2 separate regions of the Rattus norvegicus genome follow, and region 2 is linked to region 1. Evidence: chromatin contacts called from public Hi-C data. All regions are on one chromosome and are shown on one strand. The core of a region is the stretch at or near the end of the contact, and the rest is flanking DNA. Distances in the headings are between cores, read along the strand shown. Region 1 holds the start of Lingo1 (leucine rich repeat and Ig domain containing 1). Region 2 has its middle 39 kb from the start of Atp5mgl1.

The links. Hi-C and Micro-C count contacts between places; a contact is called where the count stands out from the background.
Region 2: a Hi-C map of frontal cortex shows a contact between it and region 1, with 2.2 times the contacts expected there. The contact joins the enhancer-like site here to the promoter of Lingo1 in region 1. A contact is called at or near these places in 3 of 12 Hi-C or Micro-C datasets (Schwann cells, frontal cortex and prefrontal cortex).

The regions. Positions count from the first base shown.
Region 1 is chr8:65,921,995-65,929,074 of GRCr8, reverse strand. Lingo1 (leucine rich repeat and Ig domain containing 1) reads left to right here and starts at 4,909. Exons shown (of 2, transcript NM_001100722.1): 1 at 4,909-5,147. The coding sequence starts at 5,142.
Region 2 is chr8:66,002,374-66,008,859 of GRCr8, reverse strand. It overlaps a transcript of Lingo1 not described here. Among named protein-coding and RNA genes, the nearest start is that of Atp5mgl1, 39 kb to the left of the region's middle. Within about 2 kb of position 4,684, at least 11 of the 93 cell types and tissues checked have an H3K27ac peak or open chromatin away from gene starts, as enhancers often do.

The DNA.
Region 1 (7,080 bases), core at 3,660-6,159:
GCCCAGGGTCCCAGAGAGCTGCAGAGTGGTCCCTCTGTACAAATTGCTATTTAGATTTGCAATTTATTTATTTATTTATTTATTTAGCTCCCACTTTAACCTTTTTATCCCCAGTGGAGAGAACACTACTTTGGCTCCTTCCATTCCAGGGCAACTCAAGGTCAGGAGCACCATTGGGGCTTTTCTTCGGGACTTTGGAGTGGGCAGGGTACCCACTGATTGGCTTCAGACAGAGTTCTTACTTTTCAGCCCCCATAGATGCCAGCCATATCCAGGCCAGGCAGCCTCCCGACCGTGCCAGGGCTTCTGCTGAAACCTCAGAGTCTCCCAGCTTCCCCTCAGTGCTTAACCACCACCCCTAGAGGGCTGCTGGCTGCTCTGCTCCAGCTATGGCACCACAACTCCAGCCCTGAGTGAAGCCCTCTGAAACCAAAAGGGCCCAAAGCCTGGCCACAGGGCTACTTCCAAGTGGGGACTTTTCCTCCAGTTCCCTCAGGTCCCTGCTCTGCCTCATCACAGGACCATCACAGGACTCTGGCTGATGGATTAACTGCCAGGTCCCAATCCCTTCACTCCAGCCCGAATCTCTAGGACTTCACTAGGACATGGACTCCATAACACCGGCATAAAAGGCTGCAGAGTGTGGCGTAGTCTGGGGCCTCTGCTGTTGCTCCCAGGTATTATAGAATTCAGCGTTCTAGGAGCCTAGAATTTTCATCTAAGGAATTCAGGAGCCTCATCCCAATGTCCCCATAGGCTAGGCAGGGCTGAAGAGCTCTGAGGCCTTGGCATATAACTGAGGGAACGTTGGCCCAGAGAGGGGCAGTTGTTCCCTTCAAGGTCACACAGCAAGGTAATGTTTAGCTTGTGACATAAACTGGAATATGAGGTTTGCCCGAGCACCCAGCTCCAAAGGCTTTGAGTGTGAGCTCTACCTCTTCATCCATGCCCACTGCTGCTCACCCGGCTTCCACCGACTCCTAGCTCCTCAGCTCCGTTTTTCTTGCTAATTAGAGGTCTCAGCAATGACTCTGCTGTCCCAGCCATTTTAGAGCCGTCATTAATTTCAAGTGCCTTCAGAAATAACCATCATCGTAAAACCCTATGAGCTGCTGGGATGCAAGCAGGCAGGACCAGCAGACAAGGAGGCAGGCTTGTGTGTGACACCCTCTCCGGTCTGTGCCTCAGGGGATCCCTGTTCCTGTTAGGGCCCTGCCTCCTGAAACCTCAGCCCTAAGGGTGAGAGAAGAAGAGAGCTGGGCCATGCACAGTGAACGCACAAAACCAAAGTCCAGCCTGGCTTCTCTCGTGCAGGACAAACGTGGGCAGTGCAGCAGTCAGCCGAGCTTTGGCTCTCTCGCGTGTGTGACAGGACCAACAAGCTCAGTCCTTCTTTGTTGCGTTTATTTTTATTTTATTTTGAGACAGCTGTCTTGGGAAGTTGCAGCAGCCCCACCCCCCACCCCACCCCCATCCCTGCTGCCTCAGTGTCCTGGATGCTGGGATCACAGGTGTGAGCCACCACAGCTGGCGGCCATGCCATTCTTGAAATGAGAAGGAAAACAGACCTCAGAACCCTTACAGATTGGGTGGTGTGTTTTAAAAGGTAGCCCTCTCATCTACCTGCCCCGGAAAACTTACTCCCGCCCCTGCTCTGTGGCCAGAATTCAGGCTACAAAAGACTGGTTCCTTGAAGCCATTGGCTCCTACTTTGTTAGGAATTTCCTCATTGTACAGGGAGACCAGCATCTCCTTTGTGCCCATTCGCTCGCTCTTGGGAGCTCCTAGTGGAGGGACAGAGAGCAACAGTGGGGTAGGCCTTGCCTAAGGCTGTTAAGTCTGGGGAGGGAGGCAGGCTTAGAAGATACAGATCCTCGTTTGTTCTTGAAACAATGGAAACTAGGAGAAAGTCTCACTACCTAGGAGGAAGACCAACAAAAGCCTGCAGGTGTCCAGTGAGCACTCCTTGGCTGTACTTCTGTTTCTAGTAAAGTCCCCAAACTGGACCATCCCAATGCTTCACCAGTGGCCCTGGGATCTGTGAGAGCATTGAGGGCCACCCCACCAGTCATCTGGCTAAGGAGGGGACCCAGTGTTAGCCTACTCCCTTTGGGGTCAGAATGATAAGGTCAGGGACAAGGCCCCAGCAGAGCCCTCATAAAGGCTTCTTCAGACTGTAGTGGTCCCATCCTCCCCAAGCCCCCTTTCCCATCGTTTCCTCTGGTGGAGTAAGATTGAGAACCTGAGAGGGACCGTTTCTTCAGGAGACATAGAGAAAGAGCTATGGCTGGGCTACCTTACAGTGGAGGAGTACGACCTCAACGTAGCTGGGGTGTCACCTCCATCGCCCCAGGACACCGAAGGAAGATGGGTAGATGGGCACCACAAGATATCAGCCTAGCACACCAGCTTCCTCATCTAGAAACTAGAGACTGACAATGGGGCCGATGGACTCTCCCCCATTTCTCCGACCAGATCACTGAGGCAGGGAGCAGGTGAGTCGGGGGTGGAGATCTGCGGTGGCCGCGCCTTGCCTGCGTCAGTCGCCGCACCAGGAATAGCCCCCGCCCCCGCCCCCCGCCCCGCATCGGGTCTGGCAGAGCCTTTACGCAGGAGCTAGGGAGCGTCTATTCCTGTCGGGCTGTGGGAGGAGGCGGCGAGGGAGGGCGGGAGCTCACCGGTAACTCACAAACAGCCGGGGTGGGGGAGCTGGGGAGACTGGGAAGGGGGTGCAAGGATCACGGAATGGGGGACCCATGAGCCGCCTGCGCTAGTCTCTGGAAGGGAGGGGACTCGTGTGGCCGCCCCACCTCCCCTCCTACCAGTAAGTCCCTCTGCCAAGCCTGCCTCCCACTGGTTTACTCAGCCCTGGAAAGCCATTCAAATTCCCTTTCCACGGTTTACAAGCAGTGTGACCGTGGCCAAGTCACGTAACCTTTCCGAGCCTGGGGTTCCTGCTCTTTATTTCAGGGGAGTAGTGGTGCCTCTTCCTGAAGTTGTTGGAAGAAGAATGTAAGATGCAGGGAGCAGCACCCACACCTGCGGGAAGGGGCTCTAGGTAGGCCTGAGATAAGGATGGATGTAGACAAGGCAGGAATGTCCCAAGCAGTGGTCTGCCAGTGAGGCTGAGAGGTATCCAGGATCGGTTTCGCTGGAACAGGTTTGTGCAACTCTTTGGACTATGTGTGTGAGGCTGGTCTGTGGAAATCAAGACAGTGCTGGGGGTGGGGACTTGAAGCTGGCCTCTCCAAGACAGACAGGCATCTCTGAAATGCCAGTCTGGTTCCTTGGAAGGCGAACAAGGCACTGGGAACGGGATCTTTGCCCACCCCAGAAAGGCACAGGCCTTGCGCTGGTCTCTTCCTGCCCTGCACAGCTTCCTTCTTTGCCTGCCTACAAACTACCGGGAGTTCTGAGGTGCTAATGGGGAGAAGGGAACTCTGCCTTGTGGTGTCTTCATTGATGGTTATTCTAATAAAGCTGGCATGGTTTTAAGGGGCATCTGGCTTCAAGCAGATGGAAAGAGATACTGTAGAAGGATGTGAGGTCCCAAAGGGTTGCCTGCCTACACCGCAGCCCTTACCAGGCCACCTTGCCAGGCTAGTCTCTGATCTGTGGCCCAAGAACAGTCTGGGTCTCGATATAAAGGTCTTATTCTTTGGAGTCATCTGAAATGTGGTAACCACCAAACTCAGTATTTATTTTAGGGAGTTAGATGGTAAATAGCTGAGCCCAGACTAAGGGTCTATACTCCCCTCTGCTGGTCACTTAGTAGAGTGTCATGGTCCGGAGCCTTCCAGGTAGACCTGCTGCCCTCTGCTGGACAGGAAACCCTACGGGGTGGAGACTAGGATGCTAAAGCAATTCTAGACCTGGCCCCCGGGTAGACCCACTTAGCCAGCTCGGCCTCCACATCCCCTTCCTGTGCGTCCCAGCGGCCGGCCTCGCCCTAAGATCCCTAGGAAGTGGTGGTGGTGGTGGTGGTGTCTTGTGGGGAGTGGGGGAGTGTCCTGGACAATTCGAGAGGAGGGGTCAAGACCTGACCCTCCTCAAGCCGTCCTCTAAACAACCGTGGCCAGGTGGGGGTCCCTGTCTGTCCACGTGCGTGTGTCGGTCCACATGGCAGTGTGCAGTGACCCCAGTTAACACGTGTGAACACACGCGCTCACATGCACACGCATGTGGCCAGAGACAAATCACACGCCAATAGGTGCACGCACTCTGGGAAGACCGCGGGCTGGGCTGGCTTAAGACTTGCTGGAGCCTGGGACCCAGAGGGGCCCTGCGTGGTGCAGGGCGGGAGCGCGGGGGCGCCGGCCCGGGAGCGTTCTTCGTCTGTGCCCCGCTGCCACTCTCGCTGCCCCCTGGGCTCTGGGCAGCTGCCGGGACGCTCCTCGATCTTCGCCTGGTTCTCTGAAAGAAGGACCCCCACCCAGGTTTTGCGGCCGCGCCTTCTCTCTCCTCCCCCGCCCCGCTCCAGAGCTCGCTCACTAGCTCCCTCCCTCCCTCCCTCTGTCCCTCCTCCCTCCCTGGCTCGCTGCTCGCTCCTCTCGCTCCCTCCCCACGCCGCGGCAGAGCGCGGAGCCCGAGCGGGAGCCGGCGCGGGAGCCGGAGCGGGCGGCTGCTCAGGAGGCGGCCGGACCTGGACCGGTCCCGGTCCCGGAGCGCGCGGAGTCCCCACCCGCGCCGCTCGGGCCCCTCTCCCGACGCGGGGCTCAGAGCAGCATGCGCAGCAGCTGTCCACCGGCCCCAGCCCTGGCCCCGGCACCGCTGCGGAGAACGCCCGGCCTCGACCCCGGCCCCAGCGGTAGAGGCGGTGGCGGCCGCTCCCGGCCGGCCCGAGGGACAGAACCAGGCTCCGGGAGCCCGCGACAGGCGTCCTGAGAGCTACGGTTTCTCAGCCCGCCGCGGCCGCGGCCTCAGCCTCCGCCCCCGACTCCTGAGCTCCTGCCCTAGGGCCGGCTGGGCTCCCGCCCGCGTGGGACAGACAGACGGAAAGCCAGCCCTGCGAGGGCGCGCGGACCGGGCGGAGGTGTTGTAGGAGGAGACGGAGGAGGGGGGCTGGGCTGGGGCTGGGGCCGCGCCGGCAAGAGAGACATGCGATTGGTGACCAAGCCGAGCGGACGGACAGCGCGCCCGAGATGCAGGTGAGCCCCTTCGCCTTGGCCGAGCCCGAGTCGGCAGCCCTGCGGCGAGTGCCTCTGGGAGCTGCTGTCGGCCCAGGCTTCACCCTCCTGGGGCTATGTAGGACACCTTGTACCACCCAGACCCCCTTTGGGGTCGCAGGCCTGACCCTCAAGTTTCAAATGATTTTCCCATTTCCCTTCCGCCGGTCCTAACAGATCCCAGGTTGGCAAGCTGGGACCCGTGGTCATCCCTACCATTCTTTTCCATTCCTGCCCTGGTGCCCCCTAAATCATTCTCCCACTCTGGGCAATGGTCACCTAAGAGGATACGTTCTCTGAGCCCTGGGTGAGTCTCCTTCGGTGGACCAGAGACCACCCCCCCGCTTGGGGACACGGCTAGCAAACAGTTTCTCCCCAAGCTCCTGCTCGGATTGCCCCTCTCTCCACAAGAGCCTTGTCAGCCTCTTTCTGGCTCCTTTCTCGCTCCTCCTGGGTGAAAGGGAGGTGGAGGGCGGAAGAAAAGGGAGGGGGGGAGTCCAGTTGAGGAAGACCCAGGAACCTTCGGGGCTCCCCTTTGTCTGCGTTCAGCCCGGCTTCTCACCTCCTCCTGCCCCACTTTTCATACCGAGGGAAATGGGTGGGAAGTGGGAGCCTGCTGAGAAGGGGGAGGTGAGGAAGGAGCCTCTTGTGTATGTCCCCCAAACACACCCTATTCGGGTGGGTTTTGGGCTTCCTGCCCTCTAAGACAACCAGATGTTTCTTTCTGGGTGGGTCCCACTTTGAAGAGGGGTGGGGCCAGGTAGGTGGGCAGTCCCCTGAGGTCTCTTATTGCTGGGGTCCCTGACCAGCCCCTGACCAGCTCTTGTTGTGGCTGCACCTCCCCTTTGTTCTCAAATGCCCTGTGGTGGGTGGGTGCAGTGGCGACTGGGGCACATGGAAGATGGGAACAGCTCTGCCCTGGTGGGTGGGAGTGCAAGAGGCTGCGGTGGGGGCAGGACCATCTGGGCCAGCCCCTTTCTGCCAGCCCAGCCTTTCCTCAGTCCTTGGCTGGGCTTGGACAGCCAGAGGGCGCCCAGCTCTCCTGGTTCCCGGCTCTGGGCTCAGCCCTGCTGGCCATTATGCCAACGACTTTAGCACGGGCCTTGGTGCCAAGGGAGCTCAGGGGCACCAAGCTGGCAGAGATCCTGGGGTTTACCTGGCCCCACTGAGGACTGCTAATGAGGGGTGGTGGGTGTTCCACTGCTCCTGGCCCTTTGTCCTTGTGTGGGCCAAGAGGGGTACAGAGTCCTCAACCCCTGGGAGGGTGCTGGCACATGGTTTGCTTGGGAGGCAAGAGGGAGGTGATAGAAAGGAGAGGCAAAGAAAGCATTGGAGCCATGCTGAAGGTGCCAGGGAAAAGGCACACGGCCTCAGAAGACCCGAGGGCAACACCCAACCACCCGGCCTAAGAAGGGCAGGACCCCCCACACACCTGGTGGGGCTCTTGGCTCTACGTCCCTTCCCCCATCCCTAGCTAAAGTGTATATGAGACAGCCTTGGGCAGAGCTCCATCATACCCTGATGTTTCCTAGACCTGGAGCAAGTGAGGGTTAGGAAGCAGCCTTTACGGGATGGGTGTGTGCTGCATGCTGAGGTTGATGCCTTGTGAGTGGAGGGATCCTCGAGCCTGAGAAGACTGTAGAGAGACGTCTACCTGTCACGATCCTCTTTGATCCTGAGGACTCATCTTTTCCATCCGTCTCTAAACATCCATTTCTCAATCTAGACAATTGTATGTTTGTTTTAATTTTTGAACTCAGAATTCTAGAGAACCCCTGCCCTCCTCCCCCAGAATGAGCTGTTGCTTAGCAAAAAAGTTGAGCAGGTCCTGTGTTCTGATAGCTTCGCTGAACCACTGTTAGGTGCCTGTGAAAGCAGAAGGCTGGCCCTGCAGGCGAGAATCTTGGTCTGGCTT
Region 2 (6,486 bases), core at 3,435-5,934, 80 kb before region 1:
GCACACATGGAGGGTGCATCCATCTGCCCACATGTGAACATATGAAGGCCAGAGGTCAACTCTCAGTGTCTTCCTCTATAGCTCTATATTGTTTTAGACAGGCCTTGCTGACTTGGAGTTCTCTGTTTTGGCCAGACTGGCTGATCAGGGGTTCCCTGGGATCCAGACATCTTTGTGACCACTCCTAGTGCTGGAATAGCAGTAATATGTCACCACATCCACATTTTATGTGGGTGCTGGGGATTCAAACCCAGGCCCTTATGCTTCTGCAGTAAGCACTGTACCCATTAAGCCACATTCCCACAGATTTAGTAATGCTCATACCCATTTTATATCGTTGTGTATTTGTGAGGACTCCCAACCACACTGTGGCATAAAAATAGCCAGTGTGCAGTAGAGGACAGAGAAACGGGAGATGTCAGAACGTGGGATCATGGAGTAGGATGCCGGCTATGGTTCTTGGTGGCCGGAGTGAAACGGGGAATGGGAGTTATGTGTCTGTGCTGCCTGCAGTGGGACAGCAACAGAACAACTCCGGGGACAGGATTCCTAGAAAGGAGGGTTACTGGGGACAGTGACATGGTGGGTGACTGCCTGCCTCTGTCCTCCTGACCACCCTGACAGCCGGACCTGTGGAGTCGAAGGTTTATGTTTTAGCTTGGGGAAGGGGGGACACAGGGACCTGGAGTCCTTGGTTGGAGTTGGGCAGAGGCTTAAGTAGTACTTTGTCATCTAGTCACTGGCACTTGGCCTGGGGGAGGCAGGGTACAGTGAGCAGGCACCCTCTGGGTTCTGGCTTGCTCCAGGGAGAAGGAAGCTCTCTCTGCATAGAGCACTCTGCTGCCCCAGGCAGAGGCCATCTGGCCAGAGGTGTGGATAGGCCTCAGCTCCAAGATCCCTTGCCCCTGACTCTGTCTTGCCTACCTAGCTAGGCTTGGCCATCTGTAGCTTGGACCCAAGCCATTGTTGCTCCATTTCATTCTTCTTCAAGAACTTCTGCATTCCTCACAGTCTGGGTCTGGCCTCCAGGCTTATACCAGAACTGGCTCAACCCTCTCTGTGCCCCTTCCAACTCTACAGATGCTCAGGGTCGGGGTGAGCCAGGTCTACTGCCCCATTGGTGCTGAGCCCTTCAAAGGTTGGTCTTACGTCTGTCCGATGTTACCTGTGTTCTGTGTGCGTGTGCATGCGTGCGTGCGTGCTCTGTGTGTGTGTGTGTGTGTGTGTGTGTGTGTGTGTGTGTGTGTAAAGCCTTTTGAGGAAAGAGATGCAAACAAGATGGACCATTGGCATCATAATAGGTGGGCTTTCCTGTGTTAGGAATGCCTTCTACATACTTGGCCAAGCCCAGACCTCACAACAGCCCTGCAAAGTAGGACAGCAATGGCACAGCAACAGTAATAACAGGCTTCCAAGTTCCTGCTGTGTGCCAGGTGCTGTTCTGAGCACATCACAGATATTTATTGGTTTAATCCTCACCACACCCCATGAGCTGCTATTACAGAAGCACAGAGAGGTTAAGTAACTTGCCTGAAGTTAAACCATCTGTAAGGGGGCAAAATAGGGGATTAAATCAAGTAGTTTGGACTCAGCGGAAAGGTACCGGGAAGGGGCCCACTTCTTATGTTGTCCTTTTGGTAACTGGCTTATCGCCTGTAGTTCAGGAGAAGCACGATACTGCCAAGGTCCCTCCATATTGTGCCGTAAGACATGAGTTTCTTCCTTTTTGAAAGATGACTACTATTCCACCCTGTGTGCACACCCGGATGCTTCTCTGCTCACCAGTAATACACTGCTCTTTCGTCCTGGCCGCTGAGGAACAGTGCTGAAGAAATTGGGTGGCAAATGTCTCCGATGTCCTCTCTTTGTTCTCTCCGATATCCAACCAGAGGTAGATTGCTGGTTCTTAAGAATTCTATCTTAACATTTTGGAGGCACACCCCCTCTGCTCCTCCCCAGTTGCCTGCACTGATTTGTATCCATCCTACCAACAATGTGTAAAATTTGAATTTTCCCATGTCCTTGCCAGCTCTTGGCTAGCATTCTCCTCTTCCATCACTTCTATTTTTTTGAGACAGGGTTTCTCTATGGAGTTCTGGTTGTCCTGGTACTTGCATGGTAGACCAGGCTGGGCTGGAACTCACAGAGATCCACCTGCCTCTGCATCTGAGTGTTGGGATTAAAGGTGTGCACCAGGCCCAGTGGCCCTTCACTACCTAAGAAGATGCTATTATCATTATGAATGTGTGTGTGTGTGTGTGTGTGTGTGTGTGTGTGTGTGCACTCACATGTAGTCATGGGCACACATAGGATGGCGCCTGTGTTGTGGCCAGGGGACAACTCTGAGGCATCAATGCCCTCCTTTCCCTTTATGTGATTCCCAGGGCTGGACTAGGCTTACCAGGGTAGCAAAGCAAGAGCCTTCAGAGCCACCTGGCTGCTTGTCACCACTTCCTTTGTTTCTCTGGGTTTCTTTGTTTGATTTCAGAATGAGAAGTCCTCATGTGGCATAGGCTGGCCTTGAACTTGCCATGTTGTGGAAGATGAACTGAACTCCTGATCCTCCTGCTTCTGCTTCCTACTGTTGGGCTTGTAGCTGTGGGCTGCCACGGCCCCAACGACCACCTCACACAGTCCACCTGGATCTTCCTTCTTCAAGTAGGAGCTTTTAGTGTCATGACCAGCGTACCACCAGATCTAACCCATAAACCTTGTTCTGCTGCCTTCTGGGAATTCTGTCATGGCTGGTTGGATGTTTAGGCTTTTTGGCCATTTTCAGTGGATGCCCGTGCTTGCCCACACTTTTCATATAGTGTCTGTCTATGCGTCACTTCCTCCTTCCCAGGTTAGGCAGTGCTCACAGTCCACCAGGACGGTGTGAGTTTGCAGGGAGGTGGGCTTCTCCTATTCCCAAATATCTATTGTCATGAGTGTGGCCAGTAACTCTGTGACAAAGAAGAGGCCTCGAGAGTTTTTATGCCAGACCAGCAGCCCAGAATCAGCTGAACAGTTGGAGTTAATGCTTCAGTGAGCACTTTTGGGCTCTGGCTGAAGTCACATGACAGTGAAGAGTCCCACATGTACCATTGAGAGATGGCTGGCTTTCATCTTGGTGCTCAGCCAACTCTTGAAAACCAAAGAGAACTTTGTAGCTAGAAGAATGGTCTGAGCTGGGCAGTGGTGGCCCACACCTTTAATCCTAACACACAGGAGGCAGAGGTAGGTGGATCTCTATGAGTTCCAGTCCAGCCTGGTCTAGAGAGCAAGTTCCAGGATAACCAAGGCTACAAAGAGAAACCCTGTCTCAGAAAGAAGGAGAAGCAGGAGGAGGAGAAAGAGAAGGAAGAGAAGGAAGAGGAGGAGGAGGTGGTGGCACTGGGGCTCTAAGGTTTGGGGTGGGGGTGAGGCAGGTAGATGACCACTAGTATTCCCTAACTGTGATATGTCGGACCTGCTGGGTATGGTACTCTTGGGCCATTAGCCATGATCAGGAATTGTTCAAGCCAGCTGTTCAACGCAGAAGTCCACACTACTCTGGATCCTGGACTTCACAGGTCTGAGAGGTACAGGTTTGTCTCTCCTGGGGCGACCTGAAAATCAGGGTTCACAGGTTGTGCCTATTACTTTCTGTGGTCTATCCCTGCCACGGACTTCAGTTTCCCTATCTGTAAAATAAGCATTGTTCTCTTATAATGGGGACAGTGTAGGGTTAAACAAGATGGTGTACTTAGATCTGTGCTAGGAGCAAGATGGGGAAACTGACACCCCCAAAGTGTACAAGCTTCTGTTCTACCTGGGTTCTGTGACAGGAAGCTGGTGGAGCTCACTGGACCTGCCTCTGGAGGAGCCACACTTAAGTCAGCTCCGGGCATTCTGGAGCAGCCCAAAGTCATGAGGATGTTGTTGTTCCCTTTGCTGTGATATTCCATATAGTCAGGGTGGTCTGTAGGAAGGCCCCCTAAGAGACCTGGCCTGCAGCTCAACTCCGCCATCCACTATCAACCTAATGTCTGCCAATCAGGCAATGGCATCTCGGAGGCCTGCTAGTTGCTCTGTGGTAAGAGACAAAAGTTCACCCACAGGACAGTCACTTTGTCAAGTGGGGCTCTGGTTAAAGGGGGACTAGGGACTCATTGACTTGGGAACTTGGGGAATCTCTTTTTAGTTAGGGATGCCCACCCTCAGGGACATTACGTGCTTGCCTCATTGGGTCTACAGTGGCCTGTGCTGACCTCATCTCCACTTTAGAAATGACGAAGCTGAGTGCAGAAGGAAGGGACCCTTAGGCTAGTCCTGGACTCTGGTTTTCCCATCAAAATCACGGGGACCAGACAGACACATTTGAGTTAATGTTCTGGGTATGATTTATGCCTTCTGCTAAGGAGGCCGGAGAACGCGTGGAGTAGAGAAGGCCAGGTTCATTGGCTAGCCTCTTGCCCACTTCTGCCATCTGCCTGTCCTCCCTGAATCAAGCCTCTTGGACACTCCAGGCCTCCCAAAGGATACCCCTTGTGGGGGGTCAGCAGGGAGACGGCAGCCACCTGTGTGCCCAAGGGTGCTGGCAGAGTTGAATGTCTGTGGGAGCTAGTGGCACTGACTGGACAGGAGGACAGGGCCTCCCCTTCCCCCTCTGCTCCTGCTCAGGGCAGCGAGTGGGAGAAGCCCTGGGCAGCTGGGTTTTGTGCCCACTATATATAGCCCGGCTCAGACACGCACAGCGGCTATTTCTGTGTTCCTCCTCCTACTGAGGCAGGGGGAGGGGAGAGAAAGTAGTCCATCTAAAAATATAACCGGGAAAAATCACAGCGCTGAGCCGCACCCGAGATCTGTCTCCTTCTCTCGCCTCCACCCCCGCGCCCCTACTTACCTCACTTCTGCCTTGAGGGTGCTATCAGGCTGTGGCTCCTCCTCACCCTGTCGCAGCCTCCTGGTGCCCAGGGGGTGGGGCTGGAGCTGGAGACACTGATGTCTAAGGATGGGTGGCTCCGGTGGGAGCCACAGGTTCTGAGACTAATCTCTTCGGTCCCTTAGGATGCAGAGAGGCGCAGTCTGCTGGCTGTGGCCTCAGAGGACTGGGGTCAGGACTCCGCCCTAAGCCTCAGTTTCCCCTTAATGGTGAAAAGTGCGCCTCTTATCCGAGATAAATGAGGATGAGGGTTAGCAACCAGCCAGGCACAGCAAAGTGTGCAGGACCCGGCCCCAGGTGTCATGACTACCCTGATGTTCTCTATCTTCACCGAATCCCACCCACCCTGGGAGCGTCTCCAGGACAGGGCAAGTCAGCCCAGAAGTGCAGTGCCCACTATGGCATTGTGACGGCAACAGTTGTTGGGAGTCACAGTTGCCCAGTCAGGTAGGGGAGTGAGGACGCCTGAGCTGCCTCAGGCTGCACCCTGCTATGAGGCTGTACTGGGTCTCTGACCTCCTCAGGGAGGCTTAGAGAGGGAAGCAATGTCTCCTGGGTCACACAGCTGAAGTGGTTGGTCAAGAAAACAGGCTGCTCCCCACCCCACGCATACCCCAAGCCCCCAAGTGGGCAGGCATAGGGCGCCTCCTCTGTGGTTTTCCCTTCTCCGGATGTGGGAGCCTCTGTTGGGTCTGGAAAGGCTCCCCCACAGAACACCCCTCCTCATGTCATCACAGCTCCTGGTCTCTGCTCCTGCCCTGCGAGGCTGGACCAAACCCACGGCATGCATCCTGCATTATTGAAGGCCTCTGGGTATAGGCTGGAACTCTGTGAATACTAGGCCAGCCTAGTCTACATAGCAAATTCCAGACCAGCCTGGGATAAATATTGAGATTCTGACAAAAACAAACAAACAAACCAGCAACAACAAAACAAACAGTAACAACAAAACATTTTTAGAAAGATGCACTTATTTCTTTAATGTATGTGAGCACACTGTCGCTGTCCTCAGACACACCAGAAGAGGCATCAGATCCCATTATAGATGGTTGTGAGCCACCATGTGGTTGCTGGGAATTGAACTCAGGACCTCCGAAAGAGCAGTCAGTGCTCCTAATCACTGAGGCATCTCTCCATCCCCAGCAAAACAACCTTTTATAACTTTTTAAAAGTCAGATGTGACCCAGGATGTATTACCTGCTTTTACCATTCAAGCAACCATGAGGTAGGAGTTAGCATTCTGAGAGGTTTGGTGCCTGGTCCTTGGTCACACAGCTGGTAAGTGGCCAACTAAAGATTTGCTCACGGGCCACCAAGCTACAAAGTCAGCAATCTTTTCGCTACTAGGCAGGGTGCTACTCTGAATCCCCAGAGAGTTGCCCTGGGTGGGCTTGGAGCATACTTTTGTTCCTGGGCCTTTCGACAGCCGAGTGCAGTGGGGTTGATCATGGCTGTGTGGAGCTAAGGCTGTGTTTGAGGTGACTATGTCATGGAGAGTGAGCTGTCTTCTCTGGCCAACGCTGAGCTTTGCGGAGGCATTAACAAGCCATTTAAAAAGCGCTGACAACACACTTTGCAGC